Regions from separate parts of the Rattus norvegicus genome. Here region 2 is linked to region 1. A link is a contact called in public Hi-C data. All regions are on one chromosome and are shown on one strand. Each heading gives the region's core, a stretch centred on a gene start, on an enhancer-like site or on the middle of the called end of the contact. The rest is flanking DNA. Distances are from core to core; before and after follow the strand shown.

The links. A called contact is a pair of places that touch in the nucleus more often than the background predicts.
Region 2: a Hi-C map of liver shows a contact between it and region 1, with 2.4 times the contacts expected there. The contact joins the promoter of Ccdc86 here to the enhancer-like site in region 1. A contact is called at or near these places in 8 of 12 Hi-C or Micro-C datasets (the Rat2 cell line, Schwann cells, hepatocytes and 3 more) and 1 of 1 datasets of contacts at active chromatin or transcription factors (oligodendrocytes).

The regions. Positions count from the first base shown.
Region 1 is chr1:216,980,459-216,987,345 of GRCr8, reverse strand. Zp1 (zona pellucida glycoprotein 1) reads left to right here. Exons shown (of 12, transcript NM_053509.1): 10 at 919-1,000; 11 at 1,097-1,204; 12 at 1,402-1,578. The coding sequence ends at 1,520. Among named protein-coding and RNA genes, the nearest start is that of Zp1, 8.2 kb to the left of the region's middle. Within about 2 kb of position 3,110, at least 2 of the 93 cell types and tissues checked have an H3K27ac peak or open chromatin away from gene starts, as enhancers often do. A contact at or near this core is called in liver, where this site is marked.
Region 2 is chr1:217,018,609-217,025,495 of GRCr8, reverse strand. It overlaps Ccdc86 (coiled-coil domain containing 86), which reads left to right and starts at 4,057. Exons shown (of 4, transcript NM_001006974.3): 1 at 4,057-4,777. The coding sequence starts at 4,077.

The DNA.
Region 1 (6,887 bases), core at 1,861-4,360:
CAGATGCGAAACATCGGAAAGATAGAAGGAAACACTGACTGTGGCTACAATCAACATGAAATCTCAGCACCAGCTCTGGTGTTTGTTCTTGTGTGGTCTCACATCTGATTCTAGAAATGATAACGTGTGCCTTGGTTTTCTGCTTTGGTTTTTAGCATAATAGCAGCGTCGCCAGAAGATAAAAATGGATGTACTTAGAGTCTTTAAACCTTAAGCTTTTCTGTATGGTGTACACATAGCACCACAGGAAACATGCTAGTATGGTCCAACCCGTGATAGATAGTACAACATGTTCACAGATCTCTCATGTTCTATCCCTGCCCTTAACTAATCAGATGTGGCTGGTCCCACTGGTAGGCAACGCCGAGGGTGGCATCGCTACGTTGCTTGTGTGCTGCTTCCCAAGCCAAGAGGCTCTGTCCTTCATGGTTACATGAAGGTGACCATGGCAGACTGACGCTGCTTCTGGTCCCCTCCCCTGAGCTGTTTCTGGAAGCAGGGGTGCCTTGTCTTCTCTGCCTCCAGGTATTGTCTGCAGGAGTAAAGAGAGGACAGCAGACATGTTGGCTGGCACTGTGGCCAAACCTTACCTCTTCTCTGTTAGCTGCTCCTGGGGGCAGAAGGCAAAGGATGGGACAGAGGACTGTAGCTCTCTTGAGTGCCACAGTGCCTGCCTGTAGGGAGTGTCTTCTGCTACAGGTTTTGGGGCTCAGGAAGCAGAAGGGCTGAACTCCAAATTGAGAACACCACAGTTTCCATCCCCACCAGTGTAGGGTAGCTGTGGTCATAGTCTCTGCTCACCCATCTCTCTCCCTGCACTAACACAGCCCTGCACCTGAATCTTTCAACCCTGCCTCTGTGCTTCCAGCCTAGCTGTACAAACCTAGGCCACCCCTTGACTCTGTTTCCTTCTACCAGGTCTATTTCTTCTGTAGTGCCTCTGCCTGCCACCCTGTGGGGTCCGAGACGTGCTCTACCACATGTGATTCTGAGATAGCAAGTGAGTCTGGGGGTATTTGGGTTTTTTGATGCACTTTTGCACCCGTAGCTGCCTCTCAGTAGAGGTTGGAGGCCAGACAGCTTTTCTCCTGGGCAGGGCATCGACGATCCTCTGGTCACCACAATAGCACTATCCGGGCCCTGGACATTGTGAGCTCTCCAGGAGCAGTGGGCTTTGAGGATGCTCCTAAACTGGAGCCTTCAGGTACCAGGGTTTGGGGTGCCCCTGAGGGTCACGGCCCTCTCTATAAAAATGCTGATGAAACAGGGAAGCTCTGGTCGTGTGTAAGGAAGGCAGAGGTGTGGTGTAATCTCCACTAAATGAGGAACTAAGTAAAAATTGCCCAGCCCCTATCTACAGACAGACTGCTCCAGGCAACCCTCCCCCTGCTTCTCTGACAGGTTCCACCAGGAACTCCGGTTCAAGACCCTTACTCTGGGTGCTCCAACTGCTGGCCCTCACCCTAGTCCTGGGGGATGGTGTCTTGGTGGGTCTGAGCTGGGCCTGGGCCTGGGCCTAGAAGTTCTGGGAAGGCACCGGAAATTAAATGGGCTCAATAAACCATTGTTTGAAAACTGAAAGCTGATGTGGGGAAGTTATTTACAAACCTGATGTATGTCTTTTCCAAGAGTGTAGGGTGTTTGAGGAGGAACAGGGTCTTCTCACTCTACAGCTAAGACTGGTTTTGAACCCAGTGATTCTTCTGCCTCAGCGTGCTGGGATTACAGGGGTGAACCACATGAGAAACTTGTTCCTGGGAGTCAGTAGTGTCCTTTCAGAATCGTGACCCCTATTATACAGTCATGTTATATTTCACCATTTATGGCAGCTTCTCTGTTAAATTACCACAGAGGTGAGATGTTCCTGTCACTCATGATGTCACAGCCACCATAACAGTGAGATGCAGTGCCACAGATATGTATAAGCTTGTGCCGAGTGTATATACTAGTAGAGCATGTATGTGCAAGCATACACACAGTACAGAATACTTGACTACATCAAAGGACTGAAAACTGACTTACATATTCCCTGTACTGCCTTTTTAACCACTATTTTAATCTTTTAACTTTTTTTTAACTTGTACATGTAGAGGTCAGAGGACAACTTTGTGGAGTCATTTCTCTCCTTCCCCCTTGACACGGGTTCTGGGATTTGAACTTGGGACACTTGCAGAGCAAGTGTCTTTATGTGAGGAAGTCACCTCATGACCTCTGCCACTAATTTATAGTTGTAACTCCTGCTCGAAACAACTAAAACCGGACATTCATGCCAGTAGGTTACTTGTGTGTAGCTTTCCAGTCTCAGGTTTACCACATTCCTGACTGGATCAATAGGCTACAGGAAAACTGAGCATGGTGGCCCCTGCCTTTAATCCCAGCAGGGGCAGAGCAGGCAGATCTGAGTTTGAGGTCAACATGGTCTACTTCTGACTTTCTGTACAGCCAAGGTCATAAGACCGTCCCAAAAAACTAAAGACTACGTGGAACAATTGACAAAACGTTTTGTTCCTAGGGGAGAGGTGAACATGTGTGGGAGTCAGAAGACACACTATGGGGTCAGTTCTCTCCTTTTACCTTTAAATGAGCACAAGAGATGGAACTCAAGTTGTCGGGTTTTTTTTTTTTTTTCTTTTGTGGGCTGAATCCCACTAACCCACACAATGAAATCTAATGCCATCCTCAAAGCAACTTAACATATGCCACAGCCTGGCATTTCTCTTTCCCAGGGCAGGGTATGGAGAGAATGCCACTAGGCAAGGGAAGGTGGTCATTCAGGCACAAGAGCAAAAGCAGAGATGTAGGAGGGAACATTTAAAACCTGGCAGTCAGCAAATAGCAGCTGGGAGCTGATGGCCTAGCAGGAACTTATCTAGATGTGGGTGTCCTCAGAGCACCCGCAAAGCTGCCTTCCCGACCGGAGGAAGTCAGAAGTCCCACGGACAGCAGAATCATCAAGCCTGAACTAACTCCCCAGTCCCACTGCATCCACCAAAGGATACGGGATGTACACAGCTGACTCCCAGCCTCCCAAAGCCAACCTATGCAGAGCCTACTGGCAGCACAGGGTAGCAACAGGCTGGCCTTGATCTTTCCTGCCACTTAGGAATAGCCATCATCCCATAGGTCAGGGCCAGGCTATGTTCTCATCAATCAATAGCATACTGATTGATGTAGGCTGGGAGGGAAGCCAGTTCAGCAAGGGATACAAGAAGAATCTGGAGAAGCTAGAGAAATCTCTGGGCCTCTGGCAGGATATGAGCTTAGCTGCCACAAAGGCAACAAGCCAGCAACCCTCGTTTGACACAAGGTCCCTTCTCCACCCTAGTTTAGGCTTATTCCACCTTTCCAGGATAAACATGGGCCTCCAATACCTGACTCAGGGCACCTTTGCTTCTCCCTGGGCCTTGTGGCAGTTGTTGCACTTCCCTGAGTCTGTTTTATCTTGTTAATGAGACTAGTGTCTAATCCACAGGAATACCAATGCAAACCAGTTGATAAAGAGACCTAGAATCATGTGATACCAGCCAGCACTTTGCGGATATTAGCCACTGACTGGAATTTCTCTTCTTCATACTCCAAGCTATTGCTTACTTAGTTTTTTGTTTTTGTTGTTTTTAGTTTTGTTTGGGTTTGAGGTCAAATCCACAACCAAGACCCGGCACTGGGAAAACTCCATTTTTTTTTTTTTCTTTTCTAGAAGAGGCAGCACACCACCAGGAGCGCACCAGCCAGGGCTGGAGACCAGATACTGGCCATAAAGCAAACGTCCCTTCTTTTTTTTTTTTTTAAGTTTTTTTTTAAAGATTTATTTATTCATTTATTATATATGAGTACACTGTAGCTGTCTTCAGATACACCAGAAGAGGGCATCGGATCTCTTTACAGATGGTTGTGAGCCACCATGTGGTTGCTGGGAATTGAACTCAGGACCTCTGTAAGAGCAGTCGGGTGCTCTTAACCACTGAGCCATCTCTCCAGCCCGCAAACGTCCCTTCTTGAGGCTGCCTCCCAGCTGTGACTAGTGACATCATGGCGCAGGCCAGTGTAGGATATATTCATGGCAGGAGAATCAGCATGGCTGGGAGAGAAAGCTGATTCCATCAACTTCTCCTGCCGAGCTGGAGTAGGATTGGCGTCCACACCGTTTAAACAAGAGCATTACTCACCCAACGGGTGCCAGAGGAGTCCCTTCCAAGCTAAAAACAGAACAGTAAATGCTTGAACCATTCTTTTGTTTTGTTTCCTACTTACCACTGTGTATACACACTGGAGGATAAGGCATGGCATGGCGTATACATGGAGGCCAGAGAGTAACGGTCCAGTCAGTTCTCTCCTACCTCTATATGGATTCTGGGGATCAAATCCAGATTGTCTGCCTTACAGACCCAGCACCTGACCCACTGAACCATCTTGCTGACCCCTTATGTTTTTTATTTTTTGAGAAAATTGAATTTTCCTCTTCCCTTTCCTCTCCCCATATAAACCCTTGTTCTTTCCAATTCTCTGCCTCTGTTATTACGTGTGTGTGTGTGTGTGTGTGTGTGTGTGTGTGTGTGTGTAATTATGAAAATGTATAATGTATATTTTGGAGAGCTCACAATCACCACTTAACTAAGCCAGCATCATCTCTAACTACATTCTAAATATTTATCCTCATTTTTTTGACACAGGATCTGCTAGAACCGAGGCCAACCTGATGGCCTTGAACTTCTGAGCCTCCTGCTGAGATTACAGCCCTGTGCCTGATTTCACTCAGTACTGGGTACAGGTAGGGAAAGCACTGTCAGCTGAGTGAGCTACGCTCCCAGCCCCAGTGCCTCATCCCGTATCATTTCAAGCATCTGTGTTTTATGGCTTTCTATTGAACTAGGACACATCTGATCTGTTAGAGGAAACTGGGCCTATCACGTCAGGTATCAAGTGTGAATGCAGTTATGTAAGTGTGGACCTCTTGGCGAGCTGCTTTCTTAGAAGAAATTCTTAGATAGAACTCCTGGGCCAGACAGAAGCCACATCCCTTCTGACTGTGGGCTGAGATCCGCCCTCTCTGCCCCTCCAGATCGTGCACCAGAGGCAGCACTAAAGTGATTCTGCTGTTAGCTTTGCATTTCCATAGCCGCTTGCATCTTCAACCTGCTGGGGTCCATCTCCATTTCTTTGTACACAGAGCATTCAGAAACCCAGAGGCTTTGAACTTGTTCATCGTTCCCAGCAACTGGCCATGGGGTTTCCTTCGTGTCCCATTTCCCTCTCATTTTTATCTTTGACTATGGCAGACCTCCTGTAGAACCATAAACATACCCATTTGCCCTTTGGAGCTCTTATTTTACCAGTGCAAAGGTTTGCTCAGTCCATGAGCACGATTTCTGATAGGGAACTTCGTACTCAATGAAATGGTTTACAGGTTCTGTCAATACCTCCCTATCAAACGGTTCTGTGAACCAAAACACGTAAACACCACAAAGCTCTCTGCAAAACTAGCTTTCCTACACTCTCAGCACTGTCAGCTGAGTGACAGTTCCCAGAGCCTCATCCTGTATCATTTCAAGCATCTGTGTTTTATAGCTTTCTGTTGAACTCAGTCTCGATGGTGGAAGACACATTCCTAGATACCAAATCTTATGAATTGAGCTCAGAAGGAAACAGCTCCCCTTCTTCCTCTCATTTCCACCTGGTAGCCTGGGCCTATAACAAGGGAAATCAGAGCTGATGGGGAGGAAGGCGGGCCACCATTCCTGAGTAAGAAGCAGGGCTGCTTGCAGTCCATCAGATTTCCTCTTCCTGCCTTTCGGCCACAGCTACAGGACACCCAAGGGTTCCCTGCCTCTCCAGTCTCCCCAACAAGGCACTGAGAACACATTATCTCCATGTGTTTCCATAAGGAAGTGAGCGAGGGCTGACCTCAGCTCAGTGGCTATCAGGTAACAGAACTTGCTACCAAGACAGTGAGCAGACTCCAGTTTGGTCTCTGGGACCCACATGGTGGGAGAGGACCGAACCCTGCAAGCTGTATTCTGACTTCCACACGTGCCATGGTGACAGGGCACATACCACACACATATAAGATAAAAATAAATGATATAAAAAGGAGTATGCAGAGTTCACTGCCACAGCCTAAGATATGTGGCTTCCATCCAGGCATTCCTGCAGGAACACTCAATGCAAAAAGCCTTTTCTGTTCCAATAATGGGCAATACCAGACCAGTCTTTAAAAATAAACAATAAAAATACCAAATTATCTTTTTATAAGCACTTAAATCACTGTTGAACTAATGTGAGGGGGAAAAAGTCACACAGAAGGGATGAAAATAAAAAACAAAACCTCTGGGAAGTAAACAGCTTCTAATTTGGGAACTCTGGGGGCAGGGGCGCTTCTTCAGAATCCTGGCCATGTTGACATCCGCCTGGATGAGAACAGGGGGCCTGCCAGAGGCAGAAGTCTAGATGTAGGCCTCTGAGGGAGGACACTGCCGAGCTCAACCCAGAGTTAGGGCAATGAGGAATCTTGCCTGTCTTGGTGCTGGTGGACTAAAAGAACTGCCTTAAAGAGAACTGTGATCGCTCTCTCTCCAATGTGCCCGTCCAAATTCTTAGTATGCAAGTGGGGAGACAGAGGAATCCTTCCAGTTTCAGTCCTGGCTGATCTGCTTCATCATGCCTCCCTGGCTGGACGGATGAGCTTTTGGTTTTGTGGAGCCTGCTTTTTGTTTTTCCAAGATAGGGTTTCTCTACGTAGTCCTAGCTGTCTTGGAGTTCACTCTGTAGACCAGGCTGGCCTTGAACTCAGATCTATCTACCTCTGAATGCTGGGATTAAAAGTGTTTACCACCACACCCAGCTGGATTGATGAGTTTTAATGTCAGGCTTGAAGATGGAGAAGTTAGGCC
Region 2 (6,887 bases), core at 2,808-5,307, 37 kb before region 1:
AAGGCTTGGACACACCTGGAGTTTGACCGATTCTTACTGAATCAGAAATGTTCTTAGATACAGTAGGGAGAGGATGGGATGTGAAATGTTCACCTTCTTAGAGTCCCCTCTTCTACCTGCTCAGGCCATGTCTAACCCCTTCTCTGACCTGTTCACGTCAAGGAGCATGCTATAAGATTCCTCGCACACACCCACACATACAAGCTTCCCTCCCCTCTGCAGACCGAGGGATGGCAGCAGTGTCCCTTCTCGTTTTGGCAAAACCTACAGATACTTTGAGATCTGCAGATAAGCTCTGATCTCCACCCTGAGCAGCAGGTACCAGAGAGCTTTGGAGTGACCCTTCCCTAACCCAGCAGCTTCCCAGAACCCTGTGAGTGCCACAACTGAACGGTTGTAGGCTTCTCCTCCCACTCAGGCCCTCCTTCCCCATCTCATGGGTCAAAGGGATAGAGGCTGAGATGAGCGCTCTCAGTAAGAGCTGACCCCTGTCCTGCTCCCTGTGCTCTGTGGAACAACTCATGGCATACACCTGAAAATAGCTATGCACACTTGCCAAACAGGAGGTGGATCAAGGGTTACATCAGAGGAGCTAGACCCCAAAACAACTCAACAGAGGTCCTGTACTAGCCAGGCATGGTGGCTCCCATCTGTAGCACGCACTCAGGAGGAGGATGAGATAGGCAGATTGCCATGAGCTAATCAAGATGGTTTCAGGCAGGGAGGAGAAGAAAGTCGTGAAAATAGGGACGAGGAGAAAGGAAAGGTAAGGGAAGGGGAGGGGAGGAAAATTTACAGTATCTAAAATAACACCAAGAGACAGCTGGAGCTCCAGTGGACATTTCCCACTGGAGACCTACATGGCGGCTTACTGCCAGGAAGAGTATGGGGGAGCTGGTCATACCACTGGGAACTGTGGAGTAGAAAGATAATGAACCCATAGTGCCGAGGGCAGTTGGTTCTGGGGGAGGGAGAAGGAGGCCTTTGGAGAACTGGGGGACAGTTGGAGAGATTTCAGCCTGACTGAAAGAGGATTCTAGAAAAGCTATAGGAAACCTGTCTTTGAATATGTAAGCAACTGTGAGTAGCAGAGAGGAGCCAGCTGCCGGGTATGTGCTGTGCAGCTCTGTTTACTCTGCACAACCCTGGGAGGCAGTTGTGCTGTTCTTGTGACTATTTTTATTAATAAAGAAACTGAAGCACAGGGAGGCTTGGGTACTCATAAAGATCACGTAGCAATTAAGTAGAGGTGGGAGCCTGGCCAGTCTGACTCCAAAGCCTCAGTTTTTCATAGTAAATCTCCCTGTTCCCAGAAGATAACCAAGACACAGAAAGGATAAAGCAGTTGTCCAAAGCCAGGCAGAGAGTGACACTGTGAGCCAGGATTAGTCACAGAGAGGGAAGGTTTAGTTGCCTGGCAACGGCCCCTCCTGCAGACATTTCTGTCCCTAACTGCTCCTGGTCTGTGCACTGGAGGGGTTGAGTGTCACACATGCCATGAGGTGCTGACAGGGCAAGACCTGGTTTATTTATGTAACCTAAGATCTGCTGACTGAAGGAAACCAGTGCCTACAAATGGACCCATGATATGGATCAGATATTCTCCTAGACTTCAATCATTCATCCTACCAGGGCAGCACGGTTGAGTTTTGAAATCCCCAGCATTAAGTAAACACTTGTTGCCTACAAGGGGTCTCCTGGAGTTCTTTAGTCCCCTGGAATACCAAACCAGGAGGATGATTGTCTATCCTAGAACAATAGTCTGCACTAACAGATGCACACATAGAGGTGCACAGATACACACAGATGGGCACATGCAATTTATACAAGCAAGAGCATAGTGATTTGCAAGCTTGAGTCAAGAGACAAGGACAGTCAGTCTGGTACTCTCTCACTTTGCCCTGGCAGAGGTAAATGGCCACAGGTAAGAGAGAGAGAGAGAGAGAGAGAGAGATTGAAAGACAAGCCCAGACATTCAAACACAAAGAAAGAGACAGACCTTTATTAGTCCTCCCACTCCAACCCCACCCCCATCTCACTGTTCTGCCAGGAGAGTCAAGGTTCTGGAGATCTTTTGATAGCTAACAAGAGCCAACACTTAAAATGAGGATTTATATGCAAATAATGTTTACAAAGTGCCCCCCCCCCAGAAGCAACAATGGGTGAATGGGAAAGTGAGCCAGGGAAAAGCCTGAGGGCACATGAATTACCAGATTACCTTCACAAGAACCTGGGGCTAAACCCTGCTGAGGTCTCTTGAGGGGTGGGGGAGCCCCTTCTTATCCTACTACTAGATGGAACTGAGGAAGAAAGCTACCTACTCTGAAAATTTCAGGAGTCTTCCCTGACCGGTGCATACAGTGATAAACCAGGCTGGGCTCAAGTGGAACCTTGCACAGATGTTAAAGGCACATCCAACGTCTTCTGTCCAAAATCAATCTCTCCTACACACACACACACACACACACACACACACACACACACACACACACACATACACACACACACTCTCACGCTCCATCCCTGGAAGAGACACAAAATTAGACCTGAATTATTTAAGTAGACCCAGGATGTGCTCTAATCAATATTTGCAAGTGACCAGATAGAGGCAAGAGACAGGAAGGGGGTTGGGGGTCTGAGGCAGCCTGGAGAAAACCACAACTCCCTGCAGCTCCCCTTAAATCAGGGACATGAGGGCTCTGAGCCATTACTGGGGAGGCAGGAGCTGACATATAATTACAACACCAGGGTGCAATTGTTCTTAGTGACATGGAGAAGCTGTGCTATTCCCTAACCCTAAGGGTGGACTCAGGTTAACTCCATCAGTATGCATCTGAGACCATGTGTGCAGTGCCTAGGGGGTGTGTCCAAGAATTGGGCATCCACTTTCTACCCTGCAGAAACTTTTCTCTGGCTCTACATCTTCCTTGCCTCCTCCTGGGTCAGCATGTAACCATCCTGGCAGAAATGAAGGTATTCTAAAGAGACACTTTTGCCTATCAGACAATCAAACAAACAGTGGACTCCAAAGAAATGGGAATTTTCTCAGAATTCTCATGCTGGGAGAAGAAAAAAGGGTACCAGCCAGAGGGGAGACAAAAACGGGTACCAGCCAGAGGGGAAATTTGTCCCCTGGAAAGAGCTTGTCAGACCACCTACAGGATGAGACTAAAACCCAGATAATGGTGGGGCAATGGTGGACAGAGTCATACCTTGATAAGGACTACTTAAATGTATTTATCCTTGGCCCTCTATCTAAACTTTCTATCTAACTTTAGAACCCTGAGGTCGAATTTGGGTGATTCACAGAATCTCTTTGCCTCTCTTCCCAGTATGGCCATTTGAATAATTCTTTTTCTAAAGCTTTCCAATTTTAATTTGGCTCTTTCCGGTGGTTTGTTGACGATGGGGTAGCCAGACCTGACTTCGGGCACACGCTGTGACCCCCCAACATTGACAACAAAGCAGTCAGGGTTTTCTGGGCCTCAGACCTGACACTTCGCTGATTGAAACTGTTGAAGCATATCTGGGCACAGTAGTAAAAGAGATGGTAAGGGTGAGAACGTTTAAGAAAACTCAAAAATTGAAGATTTCCCACTCATGCAGACCCCCAGGGCCTCCTCCTTTGTTACACTGCGCAAAGCTACTATTACAAAAGATAAAACAAAAGAAAACGTGACGTATGCGGGCCCAGCTGTTCCAGAGTAAATTAACACGCTCAGCTCTGCCTACAAACTCCCTCCGCCTTTTTGCCAACCTCTTCTCTCAGGGAAAAAAGAAAAGGTATACCCCACTCCAACCCCGCTTCTCTTGCACCTAGAACTCGCGGTTTACAAAAACAAAAACGACCAAAAAAAAAAAAAAAAAAAAAAAAAAAAACCGCATCGCGGAAACCCAGCAACCAGACACAACACGCATGCGTCTACTAAGCCCAGCCCCCGGGACAAACATCCCCTGCTTTTCCACGCATCACTCTACCGCCAGTGCGCACTTCCTGCCCGGTACGGAAATAGACGAGTCTGACGTCATATGAAGGCGCCGACGATTCTGAAGGCTACGGAGACTACACGTGAGCCATGGGTACGCCGCTGAGGCGCAGCCGGCGGCTGGAAGGCCTAAACCCTCTGTCTCTGGAGAACCTTCCTGACCCCGAAGTCTCTCGGGCCAAACGGGCTCTTGTAGATTTCAAGTCGAACCCAGAAGAAACAAGAGAGCTCGAGTCTCCGAGAGTTCCGCCACTGGACCTTGTGTCTCCCCAACCTCAGCCGGAGACTAGCCCCGAATCACCCTGTCCTAAACAGGATGCAGGCTTTGGGTCCCCACAAAGGCAACCAGAGCCTCACCCTGGGTCCCTTCAACTTCATCAAGATCTGGGCCTGGATTCACCTGCAGGACAGACAGAGTCGAATCCGGAATCCCCGCAACGAGAGCAGTCATCCAAATTATCTCCCACACAGGACTCTGAGGTAGCCCACGCTAAGGAGGAGGTGATCCCAAGATCTCCCGAGCCTTGCCCGGGTCAGCAAGCACCGGGTCCCGAGCCCTCCCAGCCAGCACAGGAGCTGGCATTCCAGGCACCTAGCTCCCCAGAGCGCCAGCTGGAGCCAAGCAAGCTACCTCCGGCTGGAGAGTCAGTGACCGGAAGTCTCGACCTAAAGAAGCGAGTTATAGCTTCTCCCCAGGCCCCAGCGTCCAAGAAACTGAAGGAGGAGCTTCCTGTAATTCCGAAGGGGAAGCCCAAATCCGGGCGTGTGTGGAAAGACCGCTCCAAGAAGAGGTAAAGTGAGGACAGCATGGGCGATGTGTTGGGTTCTCCGTGCATTTGGACCTTGCCTTCGCCTGAATGAAATCCCAGACTTGAAAGAGCTCACCCGAGTAAAATTAACAAACAGGATCATGTCAAAATGCCTAAGGGAGATCCTCAGTGGTCTTGAGGTGTTCTTTTGAACTTCCTTTCCTTCCCTTTTTTTATTGCGAGGCAGGGTCTCACTGTGTGACAATGGCTGTCCTGAAATTCACAGAGATATGCTTGCTTCTGCCTTCCTAGTGCTGGGTTTGAAGGCATGTGCCACCTTGTCTGCCACATCTAGTGAGGGAAGCAGAGCAAGAAAGGCAGCCATTATAGTGAGATCCTTTTTACTGTAAAATATCATCACTGGTTCTGTGTCACTTCCTTAGGGATGGCCAGAGAGTGAGTCTTTCATAGCCAGCCACACATGTAATCACATTTAATCTTTCCCCTTTGGAGCAGGTGTTACTAGTATTAATATTGTACATCTGAAGAAAACAAGGCTCACGGAGGCTAATTGAGACACGGGATGGGAGCATAGATTTGACCGCAAAGCGAGTGAGCGGAACCCATTAACCTGCTTCTGTTGACCAGCTTCACTTGGGTTGCAGCCTTCTTAAGACATGGGGTCTTCCTTGTCCTTTCAGTGCTGGGGCATGGTAATGCTGAGTTTATATTTTTCAGTAAAGGAATGAGGAGGCTTATATGAAGGGCATTGTTTAGGCAGCAGGGAAAGAGAAGTGGGTTCAGTTGAAATTTCAGCTCTGGAGAAGAAGTAGGGTTGAAGTATCAGCTACTGGCCAAAGACAAGAATTCGTAAGAGAACAGGGCATCAGAGATTTTAAGAGGATGACATTGACGGATGATGGACTGTGCCAGGCTTTGTGCAGGCACTTTACAGATGTCATTTTGTTACTCTTAAAGCCTAAGCTCTGGGTATAACCCCTCCCCCAAGCATACTCCATTAAACTTAAGAAAGTTAAGCTTAAAGAGAAAGGCACCAATCAGAAAAACTTTGAAGCTGCTCCCAGCAAGTCACAGTAGCCAGGCCACTGATGGCCACAGGCAACCTGTTACCCTTCTATACTGTTATGTACACACAGGGGGGTGCCGTGGCTGAGAGGCTTCCTTGCCCAGGGTCTCATAGGAAGTAAATAATGGTCTCAGGACCAGACATCCAGGCCTGTTTTCCATCTCCAATAACTAGTGCTGAACATCGACTCTGCCTCAGTGCTGTAGCCACTTGCTACATTTACATTCACTATTAAATGAAATAATCTATGAGTCTTCTTAACACAAACTACAAATCAAGCGCTACAGCAGCCTATACGTAGTGATTCCCTTTCAGGAAGGGGCGGGGATCATTTCCATGACGGAACATTGTTGTCACTGATGCTCTAACAAGATATAGTATTATGTCTAGTGGCTCTGGTTTCTCCAGGCTTCCATCATCCTGTCCTTCCAGGATTCTCAAATTCCGGTTTGTTAAGAGTGAAAGGAAGTCCACAAGGTACCCACTGCTCTGCTTTTTGGAAGCTGGGTCTTGAGAAAGCTTGGGGACTTAGCAGAGAGGAGAATGCTGGTGTCAGAAGCTAGCGATGCAGTGGGAGGGGACAGAACCAGACTGCCTGTGAGTAAACCTGGTGCCAAGTTCCACACTGTGTGCCAGACTCTAGGAAGGGAGCAGACACTCAGAAATGCAGCATTGACCTTTGTCTGGTCAGCCACAGACATGCACCAAGGCCTTCAGAGACAGGGTTCCTCAAGATATCCTCTAACAGGCAAGTAAATAGGAACTCCTACACGAGTCAAGGTTGGAGTGTGGGAGGCAGAAGGGCCACTGTGAAAGGATCTGCTGAGGAGCCTTAGAGTTCTGGGGATAAGAGAGGGTTGGGGGGAGAACAGGCCCATGGGACACCCAGCAGACTGAGCAGGTAGTGGGGGAGAGATGTGAGGGCTTGTCTTCATTTTATTTTTACTTTTTATCACAGAAAAGGAAAGAGCTGAGTTTTATGAGTCCTATCACCAGTTTCAACAGTTTTCAGCATTTCCTGGCCCAGCTTTATCTTCTGTTCCTTGTCCCTGCACTTAACCCCTC